3 separate regions of the Mus musculus genome follow, and all the other regions are linked to region 1. Evidence: chromatin contacts called from public HiChIP or PLAC-seq and promoter capture Hi-C data. All regions are on one chromosome and are shown on one strand. Each heading gives the region's core, a stretch centred on a gene start, on an enhancer-like site or on the middle of the called end of the contact. The rest is flanking DNA. Distances are from core to core; before and after follow the strand shown.

Region 1 (4,071 bases), core at 1,017-3,516:
AAGAGCCTTCCCGCTTTTTGGAACACTTCCACAGTGGGTCAAGCTTGGCAAGAATTCAGACCAAGTTAAACACACACACACACACACACACACACATTGTGAGTGTGCTTAGAATGTGACCCCAGCTCACCCTGTCTACAAGGCTTCTGCGCACTAGGTCAAGTATCTCAACCAAGAGGAGGCTTGGGGTAGTTTGGTTTGGTTTGGTTTTTAAGCTTAGAACACACACAAATCTGTCTCTTAGGTTTTTAATGTCTTATAAACTGAAGTTTATTCTTAGCACATTCCTCTTTATACAACCATATCTCTCTGTACAGTTGTAAGTGAGTCTAAATGCATTTCCCTCTCCCCAACGCTGTGCCCCAGTATAAGACAACAATATCTCTCTAACAGTATCTTAAATAAATGCAAGGAGAGGAAACTACATGCCACACCTACCATCAAGGTCTACACACTTTGAAAATTAAATAATCTGGTGAGGTCCACAAAGTCTACTCAGTAAAGCTCATGTGAGCTGCCTTAACGCAGAAGAGGAAGGAAGGTTAGAAAGCTGGGAAGCTGGGAACCGGCCTGCTTCTTCTGCATACAAGTACATGTCCCCAGTCAGCACGTGCTGTCTGGCTGACTCAAAGGTAGTCGATGGCCAGTGCTTTCTTACAGGTGTCCAATCCTGGCAAAGTTGTCCAGGTCAGCAGGTTGTTCCACTAAGCAGTAACGAGGACGAGGACAGACGTCCTCTTGGAGGGGTCACACCAACCAGGGATAATGTCTTCTTTTTGGTTATGGTTTCCAGCAAGTTGGATTTTGTTTTGGTGTCTCGGGTTTACTTAGGGAAGAGCAGATGAGGACAGGAGCAGGAGATGAGTAGGGCACATAAGTGAGAGAAACTGATCCAGGTCTCTAGATTATATGGAGGAGGGAATGGGTGTGGAAGCACCAGGGAGAGGGTGGGGATGGGGGTGTGGGCTGTGAGTTTGTGCTTTCCCAGGCGGGCCGGCAGGGGCCGAGGCAGTGTTGGAAGATCGCATCTTGGTGTTGGGAAGTTTGTGGTCTTTCTTCCACTTCATTCTCCGGTTCTGAAACCAGATCTTGACCTGGCGCTCCGACAAGCAGAGCGTGTGGGCGATCTCGATGCGGCGCCGCCGGGTCAGGTAGCGGTTAAAGTGGAATTCCTTCTCCAGTTCCAAGACTTGCTGCCGGGTATAGGCGGTTCGAGAGCGCTTAGGTTCGCCTCCGTTATAACTGGAGTTGACTGAACACCAGAACCCCGAAAGAGAAGGCCAAAGAGGAAGAAGTAGAAGAGGAGGAGGGGAGGAGAGAGGAGATAGGGTGGGGAAGAGCAATCGGACATCATCATTATATAATAACCTGACACCAAGTTCACACAAGATACATAAAAAGGCAAAGAAAATGTTTCACAGGCTATTGACAACGGGAAACACCCGAGAGCCATAAAGAATGGTGCTGGGCTTTGGGGCTGAAGAAAAGCTTCAAAGACACATGGCCGGGAGCCTCTGCCAGGGCAATTAAATTTATGGGGGCTATAATTACTGCCCTAACAGTTTGGCGTCTCGTAAATCTCAGGATAAAGGGACCCTGGGTACAAAAGGGTTCTCACGTTAGGACCAGGCTGCGGGCGGCGCGCACACACCCACAGCCAAAGCGCCGGCCAGATGGGGGTCCCCTCCCGCGCCCTGCCCCGCGCCCCCACGCCCGCTGCCCTCCCGGCGGCGCCACATACCGGCGCTCACGTGGATCTTCTTCATCCAGGGGTACACCACCGGCTCCTTGCCCTTCGGGCCCGCCGGGCCCTGGTCCGCCAGCAGCAGCGGGCACGCGGGGGCGCTGCCCCCCGTCGCGACAGCCGGGGTGGTGGGGCCGGGAGCGCAGTGCCGAGGGGGCGCGGGGGGCTGCGGGGCCGGGCTGGGGTGCGCGCCGGGGGCCGGGGACTGCTCGGGTCGCGCGGGGCTGGCCCCGCGGCAGGCGTAGGGACAGGCGGCGGCGGGCGCGGGGTACAGGCCCCCGGGGTAGCTGGGCTCGCGCGCCCGCGGCGCGTAGTAAGCGGGGGGCTGGCGGGCCGCGTGCGGGTTCGGGGCCGGCAGGTGCGGGGCGCTCTGGGGCCGCGGGTAGCCGGGACCCCCGCCCACGGCGCCGTCCCCACCGCCCGGGCCACCGTGCGGGGCGAACTCCTCGAAAGGAGGGAACTTGGGCTCGATGTAGTTGGAGTTTATCAAAAACGAGCTCATGGTCATTAATTTGTGAAGTGCAAAAATACTAATTTTTCTCGCGGTGTCGTTTTTCTGCGCTCGCCGAGGCCCCTCCCCCTCTCGCCGCGCTTCCCATCCCCCCCCCCCCCCCCCCCCGGCCCCGGCGCCCGCCCCTCCCCCCGCTGTCAAACGACTGCCCCTCCCCCTCCCGCCGTCGCCGCCGCCGAAGTCCGCGCCGCTCCTCCCCCGCCCGCGCGCGCTCCCCGTGGCCCTGCGCGCCCCGCCCCCGCGCCCCACGTGCTGCGATCCGGCCAATGGGAAATCCGCGCGCGCGGACCCGGATCAGGAAACGCGCGGGGGATGCGTGATGGATGCTGCTAGCCTTCAGGGTGGGAGAAGCGAGCTTGGGTTCCTCGGGCCCCCCAACTTGGGTTCCGGCTGAGAAGTTGGGGCCTGTTAGACTGCGGGTCCTTTCGAGCCCTGTTCCTGCCCACGTCTGTCCTAGGCCTCTGGGCAGCTGGTCGCCACGACTCAGCGCCGATCTCCAGTCCAACCAGGCTTCGGGTGGTCCTCCGAGGGTTCGAGGCCCTCCAGGAGAGGGAAGGGCACTGGGACCAAGAGGCAGACCCTGGCTTTTTATCCTAGCTCTGGAATAAAACGAAGGAGGCCTACGGACCCATTTTTCTCGCCCTTTGATTCTTTGTCCACGCCCTACACATCCACCCGGCTGTTAGGGAGTCCCTGCTTTGCGAAGCCAGGGCTGGAGCTGCACAGGGAGGATGGGTAGAAGGGCCGCTGAACAAGCGGGTCAAGGAAGTACAGCAAGCGAGGGCGATCCACTAAAACCTCGTGGATACTTATTTTTACTTTTTTTCTTTCAGACGCAGAATTTGTACATTATTTTTTCATTTAAAGACTTGGAACCTTCCTATATTGCAGTTGATGGAGGTGCTGAGGAGAGCTAAATGTGCCTCCTTTATTAGGCGCTATTGTGAGACCTCCACCCCAGAGTGGGAAGAGAGACGACGCCTGCACAAAACCCGGCTTCGAATCCAGTAACTTCGCGTTTCAGAACAATCACCAAACAAAAACAAGTTTGAGATACAATAAGACCCTGCCTGGTCTAATTGTCAATCGGTCTTTTCTAACTTTTCCCTCCCTTCTCCTTTTGGATGCTGTTTCCTCGTGCAGGATCTAAACCAAGGGCTATATTTACAGACCAGCCCGCGATTGCTGAAAAATTAGCATTTTAACGATATCAGTAGCTCTGGAAAGGAGAGAGAAGGGACTGTTGCCTGCCATTTGGTAATTGAAATTTGATGGGTAAACTAATTATGCCATTATTATTAACAAATAAATTACTTATTAATTCCACCTAATGTTGATCTTTGAAGTAAATACTGATGCCTCACTCGTACCTGGAATTGTGCTCTTTCTTTCTTCTGAATAGCAGACACGCCTAGATCCTTTGCATGATGGTAAAGCAGTGCAAACTATCACCGCCATTCTAAAAAATAACTCTCCTCTGGGTATGCAAAGCAGTTTCCGTTGGTGCACCTTGCTGATTTTTCAGAGAGCAGGATAGAACAACGGCCTTCTCAAACGCAGACCAGGAAAGTTATAACCCAAGCCTAGAGACACTTCAGAAAGAACATCCATTCTATCTTCATTCATATCTGTTACTCACTTGAGCTACTAAATACTGGGATATATCCTATTTGATAGATAGTCATTTAATGCTTAGACACATGAAGACTATTATTGAGACTAATCTTTAAAGTAATTTAGGGAAAGAGGTTAAAAAAAGGATCATGTTAGTTTCTTATTGAAATCATCCTGAAGTAGTACAAAGAGATTTTCCACA
Region 2 (4,071 bases), core at 837-3,336, 1.2 Mb before region 1:
ATGTCTTCAGACGCTGGCTCAACACAAAAGCTAGAATAAAGATAACATGTCTTCATTTATGAAGTAATTCTGATATAATATCTCGAACCACTGTCTTTCATATTAGGTTAATTGTTCCTAGCACAAAAGCCCTGAAATAATACCCAACTCTCTCATGGAGCTGTTCTTTGTTTGATAACAGTGAACAAAAGCTCAGGCAACACTGAAAATGTTTTACTGACCTTCTAAGTCAAGGTCATGTAGCACGAGAGTAACCCTGACAGTTCTTAGACTGAGATGCCTACAGTTGCAAGCAAAACCTTTTGAAAAGTTTTTTTTTTTTGATCAATTTGGGTCAAGCTTGAGTACTTTCATAAATAACAAAATAATCTGAATTCCTTATTCAAATGGACGTTTAAGAGTTAAAAATGAGAGGAAAAGCATGATTTTGCCTTAAAATAAGAGAGAGTGGGATGACTTGGACATTTGCATATTGCTAGAAAATGACATTGTTCAAGATGGTCCCTTTTACCCACAAAAAATGTACAATATACACCCATCACTTTGTGGCCCCTTCTTCCTTTTCTCCATGTGTTTGGAAGTCTGAACTTTTAACTATAAAGTTCAAAACTCTGTTGTTTCCAACCTCTTGAGTCTAAAAATAAACTGAGCAAGAAGGCTTAGCTCATCTCTTTGGATCAGTTTGTGATTGTTAGTTCCATGCATTGTGCTGATAAATTATCGCCTCACCATAACTTGGCCTAAGAAATATTTATAAAATACCATAGGGCCCATCTGTCATCCAGCCATTTCCTGGGTGGCTGCTATTCCCAGTGACAAGGAAACACCTGAGCAAACCCAGAGACTTCAAGCCGAGTGAACTGAAAGCCACAGGCTTCAGATCGGTTAGATTTGGTCCAATGGTTCACTGTTAATGCAGTTTAGTATGTGTCCTTCTCATTCCTCCATGTAGGTAGCAAAAAGAAAGCGAGGACACATTGTCATCTGGTAACATAGTTTATGCTGAAAGAGTTTGGACAAATACATACACATGTAATTGAATAATATATGAGTGTGACCACTGCCCCAAAAGAGATTCCTTGTAACCCTGGATCCTGAACACAGACTTTATTTCAATAGCTCACAGAAAAGAATGTACGTTGAGTTCACAGGTAGGCTGTGAGCAGTTTAGAAGTTGATCTGGAGGGCTATAGGTTTTGCTTTGTTTTGTTTTGTTTTGTTTTGTTTTAAGCTTTGAAGTCTTTCAAATATTGGGCAGATATTGTACAAATGAGCCCCCAAGTTCCACAGTTGGCAATTCCACACTTGCATGAAGCAGTTTTGCTTGAATTAGTACCTGGAAACACTACAACAATTCTGGTGTTTACAGGCTCCACTCAAGCAAAGCAGCAGCCGCCACATTCAAGAGGGATTAGCAATCAAAAATTGCAAGCCTCCCATTGCCACACAAGCTGGCCCGTTCATTTTGTACAGATCATAAAATCCAAAACACGGCCCAGACCCCTGTCCAGAAATTGTTCACATCCTAATTTTAAAAATAGCTTTTATACTCGATGGTTCTCTTTTCAATAAAACAACGATTTGTTTATAGCTACAGTTTAATTAAGAGCCTTCTCTAGGAGGAAGACCTGCAAACCAGGGGCCTTTTTTTTCTTTTCCTTTCCTTCTCCCCCCCCCCCCCCCCGCACCTCCTCCCAACTCAGCGTTGTTTGTTTACTGACTTAATTTTCCCTGAAGTAAAAATACACTTTGAAATGTAACATGTCATTATGTAATTTGTAGTAACAAAGTGCAGGCATAACAACAGCACATGGGGTGGCTCTGCTCACGGCCTCCAGGTTGGCCACCCCCTCCCCATCTGATTAACAGCCTGTATAAACACACAGCCAACCAGAACCCTGGCCAGGACACACTTTGGTCAGCCATAAAACTGCCAGCCAAGCATGGACATGAGGGCTTTCGTCAGAAATCTTAATTTGGGGCAAATGATCAAAACCGAGACAACATGGCCCCAACCAGGACTGGAAAGGGCTAACCTTTTGTTTTCATTAATCCTTCTCCAATACCCAACCCGGGAGCGATGACATCACTGCTGAAGCTGAGCCGCTCAATAAGATGTCCCTGAAACACAGAGCTTCAGTGGCGACACCATCACATAGACTCTTAACGCTCTGAAGGAAAGGCAAGGAGAGAAAAAGGAAGGGTGTCTAGTGAAGGGGAAATCCCACAGTGTCAGAGTTGTTTGAAAAGACCCTATTTTGACATGCCGAGGAGGGATTCTCTCTGTGTGCGAGGAAATCGAAAAGGCCTTCAGACCGCAGAAATAAATGGAGCTTGCACAAAGAACTGTTTTGTTGGCTTCTGCCCGTTATTTTCATTGCTCTTAGGGAAAAAATTAATCCCTTCACATGATGGGAAATTCAAAATGTGATGTAAATCAAGTATTTAGTAGGAAGCAGTTAATTTTATTTAGTCTTTAAAAGAAAGAAAGGAGGAAAGAAAAAAAAATAAGCTCACAAGATGGCAAATTTGTTTTCTCTGGAGCCAGCCAATATTTTAGGACTCACTTCTTGACACATAATAACGGTCTGAGGGCCTGGCCTGAGGTGTGGCACCTACACATATGTACAATGTAGCAAGCATATCCTCCTCTTGGGACTACACACCACCACAGGCTTCCTATTTTTTAGAATAATATGCTGGAGCTAATGAAGCTGATGAAACCAGACATACCAAACAGCCACTGGCCTGGCCTGCCTCCCTGAGAGTTCCATCGTCCTGGAACTGTTGGCTTCATGGCAGTCCCTCACAGGTCTTCCATGGCTCCAGGCTAGCTCCTTGATTTTCAAGTTTTGCCCTGTTTGAAAGAGAAAGGCTGCTGGCTGTTTCTGCCTGCCACTCCCCTGCACCCACCCCCACACCCCCAGTACCTATAGTATATCTAAATGTGCTCACAGACATTTATTTTTGTGTTATAAGAACCTCATGCCTTATTGTATGTGGCTTTGCCTAAACCGTGCAAGACTGTACAGTCACACTGAGATATGCCTTTGGTTTGGTTTCTCAGGCTCTACACAAAATGCATACCAAATGTTAGGCTGTGGTTCTGCCTATTGCCACATTTCTTTTTACAGATAAAGGACTAATGTAGAAAGGATCACAGTAATTTGCCCACAAACAGCTGAAGTTCACCCCAAAATAACCTTATGCATGAGCAAGGCCCTTCCCTCTTGGGTACCTTTCTGCCCTTGTCTCAAAGTCTTAGGACCAGTGCTCAGGTAGAATGGGACTACTCCATGGTGACTGTACTTATGAGGTGCCCTGGGACCATCAGGAGGATGTCGGCCAGGGTATGAAAGCTATGGGTCCTTCAAACACTCAGTCACCACACATACCTCCAAAGTTCTGTTTTCCTACTTCAGTGCCCATGGCCACACCACTGAAAAAATGGCACCTCCTTCCTCAGTAACAAAGAACGTTCATGAGCGACGGGTGATATGGAAGTGCAGAAAGCAGAGCTAGTGAAGGCTTGTGCAGACCTGTGTTGTGACATGGGCCCAACCTCTTGAGGACTCCAAGACCAATAGGCCCCCAGTGATCTGGCAAAGCTATTCCCCATGCCAGCTAGATTCAAGAGGGAGCTTTCTTCAGGAATCTGAGTCTGTGTGTTAATGGATCATTGTGTGCAGACTAACAAAGGCAGCTTCCTCCTCAGGGCTGTTTATAGCCTAAGACTGTTCCTCACAGGCACCTGCCACCAAGACTACCCTACCCCTCTCCCTGTGCAGCACCAAATAAACACACTGAGGTTCCAGACTGTGGTGGTGGAAGTTAGAGCACCCCACTGTATCCCAGCTTCACTGTACATGAGTCTGTGTGTCTTTCCTGTCTTCGTCCCTCTACTATCCCTAGCAAAGGTTCTGGGCTCCAAGCCTTGGACTCCATGGGCTCTCTTATTCATCATGGATGGGGGAGGCCATTATCTACTGATTCAGGTTTCTCTGCTCAAACTTTTAAAAGGAATTTTAGATGACATTTCTTATTAGGTTTACAAAATAGTAGGTTTCCATG
Region 3 (4,071 bases), core at 975-3,474, 1.0 Mb before region 1:
GCTGTGGCTGCTAGAAGAGCAGGAGTCGGACGGAGAAGAATGAAAATATACTTTTGCTCTAGCAAAGCGAAAGAAAAATATCGTTTTTACTCATCGTTTCAAAAATTAATTCAGCTATATATCTACCTAATAAAATAAGGACTTTCAATGAAACAAAAATAAGCAGCTATCAAAGCCTTGGTTATTAATTTTAGGTTTGCTGCTTAAAATATCAATAAGTAGTCAAACGAATAATAAAACTCCTAAAATTAAGCTAACAATTTTTTGTTACAAATGATCATTGTCAAATTAAAAATGAATATGACATTTATAAATAAATGTATTTACAAAATACTGCTTTCAGTACATAGGCAAGCTAAAAGCTTGGCTTCGTAAGAAAAAACACAGAAAAGAGAATCTAAAACAACATTTTTTACTTTATCAATAATGACACGCTTAGATCATCCTCTCCTCCGTATTTATTTACCGTGCATTCACAGACTGGAATGCTTTTGTTTGCACATTTCTCCTCACATAAACACTTTTTTTTTAACGGAAAAAAAATCTGTAGGGCCTGTGAAGAAGTCATGGACAGTTTTAAATTTAGAAATTCGTAAAGCCAAACACTTAGATTCTCGACTAGATCTTCCAGGAATATTGTAATTTAAAACATGCCCAGCTTCACAAGGCGTTTATTATTGCCCTAAAATACGTGCAGGAAGGAATCCGCGGCCGGCCGGAGTGAGGAAACAATCCGGGCCTCTCGCTTCCAGACGCTGGAATTTGGATGCAAGCGGGCAGCGGCCCAGCGGCTGCAGCTGCAGACACCGGCCCTCGCCTCTCAAGAATTTTGTAGCAGGCGTTAACAGGCATCTACACAAACCGGGTTTGATCCTTCTGTATAAAGCCGGTCCTGGAATGATTTCCAAATTTTCCACTCAGTAGTGAGCGGACTTGTCCTTCCGCGGTTTTGTCTTTTTGTTTGTACGTATGTTTGGGGATGGGGCGGGTAGTTTTGTTTGTTTATTTGTTTGTTTGGTTTTTTTTCTGTCACTATTCTTTAGTGGCTGCACTTTTCTAATTTTCTTCCTTTACGTATTTTTTTCCTCTTTATTTATTTTTTTTCCTTCCACCCAAGCACTCTTACAGTGTGTCTTTTTCTCGGGCCTCTTCGATTACAAGCCGCTTAGAGAGCTGTGGCAGATGTGTTTGTGAGAAGCCACACAGGGCTGGAGTGATGCTGGCTATTAGTGGAGTGCCTAGGACTACGATACCTGGGACATTGAGGGCTTGAATTGTGTGCTTTTCCGGAAATGCACGAATAACACGGCTATAAAAATAAACTTCTGGCGATTTTAAGTGGATTCCTAGAGGAAAGCAAGCCTCCTATTTCTCTTTACTCCCTACCAACAGTTAGCCTGGTGAAGACCGTCCTCAGTGAATCCCTTCCAGGCCCTCCTAGAGGATCTGTGGAGGACCGGGCACAACAATCTGACTCAGCGGGAAATGCCTGCAGCTAGGACTGCACCCCACCAGTGTCAGCACCCACCACCTCGCCATAGGTCTCTTTCACCTTAGCTCTCTTCCTTCTCCTTACACCTCATTTCTTTCTTTCTCTCCCCCCCTTCCTTTCTCTCTCTCTCTCTCTCTCTCTCTCTTTCTCTCTCCATCCCTCTCCCTCTTTCTTTTTTCTATGTGTCTCTGTCTCTGTGTGTCTCTGTCTCTGTGTGTCTCTGACTGGCTCACTCATCCACGCACGCGCACTTGTTTCCCCCTGGCTGTCAATCACACCCGCACACCCTAGAACGCTTGCGCACTGGAAAAATCCAGCCTCCCACCAACCCCACGCCCTTTCTACTCGTCACCCTGCCATATTGACCAATAAGAGCATGGATCTGGGGGCGGACTTCGAGAAATAAACCAATGAGAGAGCGATTGGAAGCTAAGGCTCAAGAGAAGTAAATCCTTCGTGGTCCGCATTGAGTCGCTTGGGCGATGATTTATGCGCCCCTTTTATTATTTGTAACACTTTGGGAAGTTATTAAGAGGAAGATCTACTGCTTCCTCTTTTGGGGGTGGAACTGGATAGTAATATTTGTCACTGGCGGGTTTTAGGGTAGAGTGGTGCGAGGTGGAAGGCCGTCGGAGACTGGTTTGTTTTGTGGGTACTGTTTTTCATTACACGACAGATTACCCTTTTCATTACAAGCTGTAGACAGGGCCAACTTCGAAGGTCTTCTTGGCTGAATGATCTTGGATTACTCAGAGAGCTGAAACCTGATGCCTTTTGACTTGCCTGTCTATACCCCCGGCACTAGAAGGAGCCATTTGGGGAAGATGTTGCAACCTCTAGTTGCAAGAGAAAGTAAACAGACTCCCCTCACTCAGGTCCCCTCCCGAGCACCGAGCAAATCTCCTTGTGCTTTTCCCGCCTGGATGCTCATTAAGTCTTAGTTGACTCTGAGGCGGATGCAATAAAACATGGATGGTTTCAGAACCCCAAACAAACCGAGTTTCTGTTTTACTCTCAGCCGGACCACACCCCCTGCCTCTCCACTCTCCCCCCACCCCCACCCCCCCAAGGAAATTGCATTTTCAACTAGCGCCTCCGGGAAAGAACTGCGGGAGACGATTCCGCTCGGAAGCTTGAATGTCGGGGAGGGGGGAATAAAGAGCAGCGTGGAAAGAGCACCCCACAGTCCCGGGCCCTGGAAGACTGGAGAGCTAAGAGGACCATCCAGGAATCCGCACTACCCGGAGGTGTGATGAGCTAAGCGAAGTTAGCACTCGCCCAGAGATGAAGGCCAAGCACCTCAACCTAGCCCTCTTCCCGGGAAGGCCAGCCTCCCTGGGGGACTAGGCTAAGGGCTTTGGATGGGAAGAAAGTGCCAAAGAAAAGAAGAGTTACAGATTTGCTACCTCTGATCTCCCAAACAGAAAGTGGATGTTCAAACGTTAAACACTATTCCCGGAGGACAGGGATGGGGGAGGGGTCTTTCTGTTTCTAGACCACTGACAGGAACTCGGTAGCTAGTGTCAAAAGATTTCTATTTGAAATTAAGAAAAACAATGCAAAAGGGCTTGTTAGGGCATAGGCGAGGGGAGAAGAGACAACCGGAGTAGGAGGAGAGCGATGGAAGGAACAGGAACTGTTTGATCCTGGGAGTGGACGGGAGGAAAACAAAACAACGCACTTCAAAGCTCGGGGCCTAATCCTCCTCAGGTTAATTTCTGCTTCCTAAAACGTTGATAAGCACCATAAATCACTCGACCAACCCCCACCTCGCTGATCTTGCCCGGAGGGTACTCTCCCCCTGGTCTGCCCCCAGGGGCTCGATGAGTCTCCTGTGCTCAGACCTGGGCCTCCAGGGTGGGAGACATTCCTGGGTTTTGGGCTGCGGGATGAGTGCACGGGAATCAGCAGACAGAAAGGTGCTGGAAGAGGTGCGGGCCTGACCTTGGAGGAAGTGGAGTGCAGATGCATTCTGTCTGACCCTGGGGGTTGTCTGTCTGGCGCGCTGTTTGAAGGAGGTTACAGCTTGTTTAAAGATTTGCAAAACTGAGGAGCCGCAAAGATTAGAAATGCCAGCCTGAGATTTATCAAATGACTTCCGGTAGCAGAGCCGGGTTTAAACCCAGGCGGGCTTGCGTCTCCTGATGGCGAATTCTGGACCTGGGCCACTGTGCAGGACTGGCCAGGTGCGCGAGGAGGAACACAGAAGCGATGGGGCCAGAAAAGGGTCTGCCTTAGGTCCCCAGGGGGCTCACTTTAAGTCCCAGTCTTAGCTGTGTCAAGCTAAGTGAATGTCAAGCCAAAACCTCTCCACAGGCCTTTCTGAGCAGAGCGCCTCTCATCCACCCGCGCCGCTGTCTGCAAATGAACCAAATACCTTGAAATTGATAGATGCTAGGGGTGTTGTCCCTGAATTCCCCCGCTGGCCTTCCTTGCTTGAGGAGGAATCCAGGCCTGGATGTACTATCTGGAAAAAGCTAAAGGTGTTTTAGGACTAAACACTTGTGTTCAGAGCAGGCATATTGTTTAAATAAAATGTTAAAATAAAATAAAACATGACTAAACAAAATGCTAAATAA

The links. Promoter capture Hi-C pulls out the DNA fragments that hold promoters and counts their contacts. HiChIP or PLAC-seq counts read pairs in DNA pulled down with a chosen protein or histone mark.
Region 2: a contact with region 1 is called in an H3K4me3 HiChIP or PLAC-seq map of embryonic forebrain, with 5 times the contacts expected there. The contact joins the enhancer-like site here to the promoter of Hoxa4 in region 1. A contact is called at or near these places in 2 of 39 promoter capture datasets (cranial neural crest and hippocampal neurons), 2 of 115 datasets of contacts at active chromatin or transcription factors (differentiating embryonic stem cells and embryonic forebrain) and 1 of 9 other capture datasets (embryonic stem cells).
Region 3: a contact with region 1 is called in a promoter capture Hi-C map of epiblast stem cells, with 16 times the contacts expected there. The contact joins the enhancer-like site here to the promoter of Hoxa4 in region 1. A contact is called at or near these places in 10 of 39 promoter capture datasets (cranial neural crest, embryonic stem cells, epiblast stem cells and 6 more), 9 of 484 Hi-C or Micro-C datasets (Kupffer cells, bone marrow-derived macrophages, cardiomyocytes and 5 more), 20 of 115 datasets of contacts at active chromatin or transcription factors (bone marrow-derived macrophages, craniofacial prominence, differentiating embryonic stem cells and 13 more) and 1 of 9 other capture datasets (pancreatic islet).

The regions. Positions count from the first base shown.
Region 1 is chr6:52,189,437-52,193,507 of GRCm38.p6, forward strand. Hoxa4 (homeobox A4) reads right to left here and starts at 2,267. Exons shown (of 2, transcript NM_008265.4): 1 at 1,742-2,267; 2 at 246-1,252. The coding sequence starts at 2,252. The coding sequence ends at 906. The region is part of intron 2 of Hoxa3 (homeobox A3); the gene reads right to left. LOC115490409 (a long non-coding RNA gene) reads left to right here. Exons shown (of 2, transcript NR_168044.1): 2 at 3,089-3,624.
Region 2 is chr6:51,004,290-51,008,360 of GRCm38.p6, forward strand. The region is part of intron 2 of Gm46959 (a long non-coding RNA gene); the gene reads left to right. Among named protein-coding and RNA genes, the nearest start is that of Gm46959, 4.8 kb to the left of the region's middle. Within about 2 kb of position 2,087, at least 37 of the 459 cell types and tissues checked have an H3K27ac peak or open chromatin away from gene starts, as enhancers often do. A contact at or near this core is called in embryonic forebrain, where this site is marked.
Region 3 is chr6:51,171,212-51,175,282 of GRCm38.p6, forward strand. No RefSeq gene overlaps it. Among named protein-coding and RNA genes, the nearest start is that of Gm32328, 6.8 kb to the left of the region's middle. Within about 2 kb of position 2,225, at least 182 of the 459 cell types and tissues checked have an H3K27ac peak or open chromatin away from gene starts, as enhancers often do. A contact at or near this core is called in Kupffer cells, bone marrow-derived macrophages, craniofacial prominence and 7 more, where this site is marked.